Linked DNA regions of Drosophila melanogaster: region 2 is linked to region 1. A link is a contact called in public Hi-C data. All regions are on one chromosome and are shown on one strand. Each heading gives the region's core, a stretch centred on a gene start, on an enhancer-like site or on the middle of the called end of the contact. The rest is flanking DNA. Distances are from core to core; before and after follow the strand shown. Region 1 holds the start of U2af50 (U2 small nuclear riboprotein auxiliary factor 50). Region 2 holds the start of CG4301.

The links. Hi-C and Micro-C count contacts between places; a contact is called where the count stands out from the background.
Region 2: a contact with region 1 is called in a Hi-C map of the Kc167 cell line, with 4 times the contacts expected there. The contact joins the promoter of CG4301 here to the promoter of U2af50 in region 1. A contact is called at or near these places in 6 of 107 Hi-C or Micro-C datasets (the D17-c3 cell line, the Kc167 cell line, the S2 cell line and 2 more).

Annotation. Positions count from the first base shown.
Region 1 is chrX:16,357,227-16,360,949 of dm6, forward strand. U2af50 (U2 small nuclear riboprotein auxiliary factor 50) reads right to left here and starts at 1,813. Exons shown (of 5, transcript NM_057543.4): 1 at 1,585-1,813; 2 at 417-980; 3 at 258-346; 4 at 69-191. The coding sequence starts at 1,597. PIG-Q (Phosphatidylinositol glycan anchor biosynthesis class Q) reads left to right here and starts at 1,917. Exons shown (of 8, transcript NM_001298394.1): 1 at 1,917-2,760; 2 at 2,824-2,932; 3 at 2,997-3,132; 4 at 3,194-3,338; 5 at 3,394-3,470; 6 at 3,537-3,652; 7 at 3,706-3,723. The coding sequence starts at 2,114.
Region 2 is chrX:16,403,785-16,407,507 of dm6, forward strand. It overlaps CG4301, which reads left to right and starts at 1,725. Exons shown (of 9, transcript NM_001258783.2): 1 at 1,725-1,948. The coding sequence starts at 1,946. It overlaps CG9981, which reads right to left and starts at 1,338. Exons shown (of 9, transcript NM_001272682.2): 1 at 1,005-1,338; 2 at 713-931.

The DNA.
Region 1 (3,723 bases), core at 563-3,062:
TTATTAGGAATCGAAAGAGAGTTAGAGTTAAGATTGTGTTTGTTTGCAATTTTGAAGTAGTTTCGTACCTGATCTGTGATGCTAAGATCGACATATTCACAGAAAGCATAACCCTTACTCAACCCAGTAGCGGCATCCTTAACCAGGTTGAAGGCTCGTAGCTTGCCAAACGACAAAAGCAGTTCCTTAACCTACAGCAGCAGAAGATACAAATGTTTATGAGAATTCGAATGGAAACGTTTCAATGTTGAACCAACCTGATCGTCATTCAGATAGTTTGGTAGACCTCCGATGAAGATTTTGTGAGGCGAGTCCGGAACCACTGTCGAAATAACTCCACTGGAAACTGGAATGTGGAATGGTGGTTATTTGATTAGACCGTGTGCCAATGAAAATTAGGATATTTGTTTACTTACCAACAGCGGGCTTAATTGCCGGCGTATCTGTTATACCCGGCATGGGCTGGTAATCGTGCGGACGCCTAATCTTTAAGCTCTGCCCCTTCAAATTGATGCCATCGAATGCCATGGCCTGGGTGGTTTCATCAATCGATCGGAATTCGAGGAAAGCAAAGTTTTTGTCCAAGTTAATTTGGCATGCCAAGACGGGACTGCCGGCCGCCTGGGCGAGCCCAACTAAATGCATCTGTTGGTTGAAGAACTCCATCATTTCCTCCTCGGTGACGCCAAACGGAATGTTGCCAACGTACAGGCGACGCGCCTGTCGGGTAATTGTCGATCCGACCACGGGCACTGCCGTTTGTGGTGTATCCGGCACAACGCTTGCCGGGATTTGTCCGGACGCCTGCATGGCTTTGTATTGCATCGGGGTGATGTGCTCGAATCCCGGCGGCGGTACATCCCAATAAAGCGACGGCTTGCGCCTCGAGTTCCGGTGATGGCGTCGATCCCTGGAGCGTTCGCGATGGCGGTCCCGAGAGCGGGAACGATGTCGGCGTCTCTCGCGATCGCGTTCACGGTCTGCAAATACGATAGGAATTAAATATGTTGATTCTCCAATCGCTATTTTCGCAAATGTGTCCCGTCCCTGTCCACCTCACCCAGGAAGAGCACACAAATTTAGCCATACACACGGGCACACGCGCATATGTAAGCCATGAACAAGGACACATTTCGGTGTATGGTGTATGGTTAGAAGCATTTATGGTCATAAGAACTCGCCTTTATTGTCGATATTCACATATTTATCTTCAAAATTCATTTCCATCCCGAAATGCACTGTATTCTATTAAAAATAGACTCAAAACTCAACGTATGTACGTATGTATGAATGTATGAATGAGCGAAACATCGAAATAGAAAAAAAAACAACCGGTCTAGAATGAATGCGATTATTAACAAAACCCTAATTCAACAGACCTTTTTTACATATAAAAAAAAATGAAACAAGGAGCAGGCTGCGTTGCCGCGATAAACAAATTCAGTTGCACATTTTTCACTTTCTTTGCATACATTTATAGTTGTATGTATGTATGCATACATATATATACATAAACATCTATTTATGCACACTTGGGCATCAAATTCAGTGCGGCCCTTTACTTGCTCTCTTCATTGAACTCACCATCATATCCCATTCTTGTTGCTAAATAAAATTAATATTTCTTAACACGAAAACAATTTTAACTCTTTAAAATGCCGAAGAAAAATGTGTCCCTCTATTGCGTATATTAACGCAAATATAAAAGAAACGACTTAAAAAAGAACACGTGAAAACTGAGAAACAATGGAATGGACCACCGATAGCCGAGGGCTAACAGTGCGACACTGGCAGTTTCGAAGTGTCGTTGAACGATTTATCGACATAAATTTCACTTGTAGGGTGTCCATTACTGCAAAATATTTATATAAATTATTATACATAATCATACATAATAATATAATAATAATAATATACATACATACATAAAAATACACGCTTAAGCGACATCTGACATATACGATTCTGCAACTATTCTGTACTCCCTAGTTTGTTAATCAACAAACGGTGACGTCACACTCAATTGTATACCACCTTCTCAAGCATGCTGTATTTGTTTTGTTTTGATTGAGAGAAGAAATACCGGTGTTTTTGTCAGTTAATCGATTATATTATGAGCATTAAGATATATTTACCGGTCAACTATTATTACCTCAATAAGTCAACCAATTTGTACGGCCAAGTGCAAATAAATGAAGATAATGTCGTATCGTATTACGTGCTGGAAGCATCAGATTTGGAGTTCAGTGACAAGGCCATAAATCATGAAAAGGGCAATCTGCGTTTCCTGGGCTCTATTCTCAACGAGGATTTCAATGCGGACCAGAACCAATTTCTTAAGTTCAATATGCGATTGTGTTTCACATACAATAGCAGTCAGGCGAATATAACACTGGTTTATTTGGGCATTACGCCCGAATATCTGAAGCACATTAAAGTGATTCTCTACGACAAGCAAATGGTACGAAATCTGTTCGTATCTGGTGAATCTGAAAATAGGCGATCTTTGGAATACAATGATAATGATAGCACCGATTGCGACTTTCTGGAGCTCTCTAGACTGAATCAACCAACTGCTGACAACCAAAACAAGGCAAACAATAATGCCAACAAGAGTATCCAATATGGCTTAACACTCATTGCCGATTCTCCAATTAAGATATTCGAATATATGGCGGAAAATGTATTTATCAACAGCATTATGGTTCACACAACTATTTATAAGCATTTCAAGGAATGGCAGACAGCATGTGATAAAAGGTAGTTGGGTTAAATCGATGATGCTAAATATCATATTACTATTACTTAGTTTCTATCAAGCAGATCTCGACCGGCTAATATAGTTCTTGATAGAATACTGGGGATTATATTGATGCTAATACTATTTACGCTTGCCACACAGCCTGGTGATTTTCTAATACAAATATCTCATGTATGTCCGCCATACAAATTTGATTTTACATATGTGACATTAACTTATTGCTTATCTATTGTAGTACGTTATTGACGAATTGTACGGCCTGTTGAAAGTATTAGAGGGCAGTCCCATTGGCCTCAAGCTAAATATACATTTAAATAATTTCTTTCTCGACTGCTTCAAATATCATATTGAGCTGTGGTCAACATTTTTGGGTAAGCTTTTGGGTCTACTTAAATGCATGATAAGATTGATAACATTGTTCTCTTACTACAGATTTCATTGAACCTTTAGTACGACAAGTTTTCTTGGCCATTGGAATGATTGGATGCTTGGGTTTTACATTCCAGATAGCCTTACTAGTGGACTTAATATCCGTTATTGGCTTACATTCACATTGCTTCTATATTTATACCAAAGTGTAAGTTTCTGCAATATATATTGACCGCTTTCAAACAATAATATTATTTTCATAGCCTCTACAATGTGGAAAGAAGAGGTCTTTCTGTTCTATGGCAAGTGGTTCGAGGCAATCGTTACAACATTTTAAAAGGTATGTTTTAAGGTTTTTGCCAATCTAAGCACTATGTTAAGTTTTACCAATTCTTATACTTTTCAGGTCGCACTGAGTCCCACAACTATATGAATCGGCAATTATATCTAGCTACCATATTTTTCTCGGCTATTCTGTTTTTGTTACCCACTACCCTTGTCTACTATATAGTTTTTGCTGCTGTAAGTTTAATATATAATCGTTGAATTTCGCAATAATACAACTTTCTTTATAGCTGAAGGCGCTCACATTT
Region 2 (3,723 bases), core at 475-2,974, 46 kb after region 1:
TAGGCACGCTCGCAGCTTAGATTAGATGGACTCATGTCATGTCAGATTATTAATAATGAAATTGAATTTTAATATTTTTGGCTGCCATATCATCGATTTGGCCATTCCTCTTCAAACCATGTCGAACTGCTGTAAGCATTCAAAGATTGCTTCACACCAAATGTGCCAACGCTTTCCCTTAACTGATTAGTACTATCGCCTTTCTTAAATTCGAATATCAAATCCAGCTGATATCGGCTTACATACTACCCTAATCACTGGTCTAATCAGCTAAACACTTAGATTATAGCAGTGGCACTTGGGGCTATTTTCAAAAGTAAATGAAGGTCTTTGAGCTATGGACTCTCTGCTTCTGGGCATTCGTAGACAACTATAGAGCCGACTAGGCGATACCCTATAATTACTTCTTGTTTATTTGATATGTGGGCAAGAAAGAACTAAAAGTAAGTATTTTAAGCCCGAAAATATAGTGTAAATTATACCCAATGGTGTAATTTATAATCTATAATCTATATGATAAACTTTTTCCCGAATGTGGAAATGAATGTCGTTGTTGATTTTCGATCAGCTTAAAAGCTAACGCCATAAAGCTTTTGCTAAAGCTTAAATGGGTTACCGTCTCTGGCAAAGCTTTAACATAAAAAATTTACATTCTTTATTTTATTGAAATTCTTATAAAAATCAAGAGTTAATTAAAAAATAGAAAATTAACTTAAAACTGACATTGTTAGTTAGCTATGTTAAGAGGTATTAATAGGGCAAATATGGAGGATGCTTGAAAACATTCGATATGTTTAAAATATTACTCATCCGCCATGTTGGCTTATCCTCCATTGCTAGCTTATGCTTAAGATCATGGCCTCTGTTCTCCACGAATGCCTTCTGATGGGTGGTTTTCCTATGGCTCCAAAGTGCATGTAATTATCATATTCTGTAATTGATTATCATATCATACGTTTGCCATTCACAACTTACTTAATATCTCCTCCGTAATGGTAGCTTACACCAAAATGCAAAAATGCAACATAGATAGGATTATTATATTTGACTTCCTTTCTTTTCTTATCGTATAGTCTTCATACCATTCGCGAATAGTTTACCATTGACTCATGTCGAAGCCCGTTATAAGTTTCATCGGTCATGGAACATTCGCTTTTGGGATAAGTGAGTCAATGTGGAAGTTGCACGATTTTAGATAGGCTTGTCCGTAAGCCCCGACGGATATGTAATGTGTTCGTGTGTGAAGTCCGTTCAATGCGTTCAATGTTGAGCGATAAGATTGTTGTTATCGACATTATCTCTTCTACAAAACCGCTGGCTTATTCGCTCGCGAGAGCGAAAAAAACAAAATCTATATTAAAAAATAAACAAAAAATGAGCTAAGAGAGTAGCTCTGAGGATCGTATGGCCCAGCATGGTACTACCAACTATTAAAGAGTGCCAATGCACTGACTATGAACGCATTTAGGAATATGTATCTAAATGTTGGTAAAACCCCGGCCTGGGTGCGATATGGGTACGGTATGGGTTTGGCTATGGGAATAAATAATGGCGTATATATGCACACATATATATATTTATATATATACATATATATAATATACATGAACATGCATGGAAAGGTCCGCCAGGCTAGCCCATGTGAATGGCGACTTTGTTCGTGGTATCGGTATCAACAATTCTTCGACAGTTTGCCAATAGATCAGTTTGCGCGTGGAAGGTCTCTCTTTCCTTTCGATTCTGTGTACAATAATCTATATGTATAGTATATATACAAAAGTCTATATATATTATATCTGTGATCCATAAGCGGTCTTGTACATACATATATTTTATTTCGCCCGCAAAGCTCGCTGTTTGTTTACCCGTTTGTTTGGCCAGAGGACTTCCGGTGCAAAACGACTCAGCACTACAACTCTTCAAACTCAAATTAATCGCCAGAAAAATGGTAGGTTTGACCATCGCTCAGATATTTCAACTAAGAAAACATTCTGGCATTCGAATATTTTTACATTCTGCAACAAATTAGCATAGCTTCATGGGTTTTGAAGAATCGTGTGTGTGTGTGTGTGTGTGCGAAAAGATTATGTTTTAATATTTAAAAAAAAAACCAACTATTCAATTTACAAAACTATCTCAAAGACCTACGACTTAAGACTTAATACGCCAATTAAATTGTGAAATACAAGGTGGTCGTGTAAAGCTATCGTTCTCCACTACATATGGCCTTTAAAGTGATAAAGCTTTGTGATAAAAGAACTGCCCCTGGATGTCGTCGATATCCGTATCTCTCTTATCGAAATTTATGGACCGTAAAATGACGAGAAGATGTTGAATTTGGATAGAATTTAACCACGATCATGGTGACGAACGGCTGGATGGATATACGTATATATATCTTACGCTCTGCACTACAGTGAACCCAACCCAAGTGGGAAACATGCCATCCAAATGTCGCTCCAAATGTATCCCGGGCACGGTGCCGATTAGTCAGCTGATGTGCTCGCCACCTAGATATACGTACTCATAATCTTATCAGTTTTTTGGCAGTCTACATATAGGCGGTTAGATATGGGTGGGTCTCGCTGCTCCGGAAAGCTTCAATACTGGCTGCTCCAAGAAGAGAATGTACACTGGGTGAGGATATGGGAGGGACTATGGACCCGGTGCTCTTGCACGGATCTCAGTTAATCAGTTGAGCAAGTACGTCTTGGCAGACGGTGGCTCTCATGAGCACGTGCACGTTGTTCGCTGTTAACTGAAAGCAAAAGACTCGAATGCATTGCACTCCCTAAACATCTATCATCTGATAGCCAATAATAGCGTGTTGCGTACCATTATAACAATAACAACGCACCGAGTGCAACAATCATGTTAACTCGATGGAACACTACTTTCAAACACCTCGGAGAGGATTGGTCTATCCTGAACGAGAGTGTGCGAGCTTCGGCAATTGGAAATTGATCGGAAATAACTTACTCATCGGAATCTAGCGAAGAGATTACCTGGCTAGTCGGCTATTGGTTTCAAAAAAAAAAACAAAAAAAAAAAAGTAAAGACGAAAAAAAAAAAACTGTTATTACCGATAAGCAATACGACGAATTCGTGGTAACGAAGTATTTTAGAGAGATACCAAAATCGGTCAGTTTTAGTCAGTTATGCTATTGTTTCGCGTCGGTGCCACATTGTCCCCAATACCTCTCAACAATTGTTAATGAACCTCGTGAGGATTGAAGCCCCAGCGCAGTGGATAAAGTCAAGGGATCATCATGGGCAAGTTCTTCGAGAGATTGTTTCAGAAAAGGGTGAGTCCACAGCTCGATGTTGTGTAATATCAACAGCAAAAAAAAAACAGTGAACATAAGGTTTTCTTCAGTACATGTACATACGTGTGTGAGTGTGTCTCCAAATCCATCAGTGAATTTCTATATATTAGATAAGCCTCAGCTATAAAGCAACGTCGTTTGTCGATATGCGAGTGTGAAAAATAGATAGCGTCGCTTAGATAAAGTGGATTGCAACTTTATAATCTTGGATCTCCATCGCACGATTCTTTTGGCTGGCTTGGAAATCCCGAGTTTTTCCAATTGGTTTTTAATCTCCACCAATGGTTGGGTTTTTCAAAATATTTGGGTTTTTTTTTTGGTTTTCTTTTCCTAAGTTGACTGATCGACATTTACATGTGACAACGTGTGAGTCAGTCTTTATTTAGCGCTGTTATAA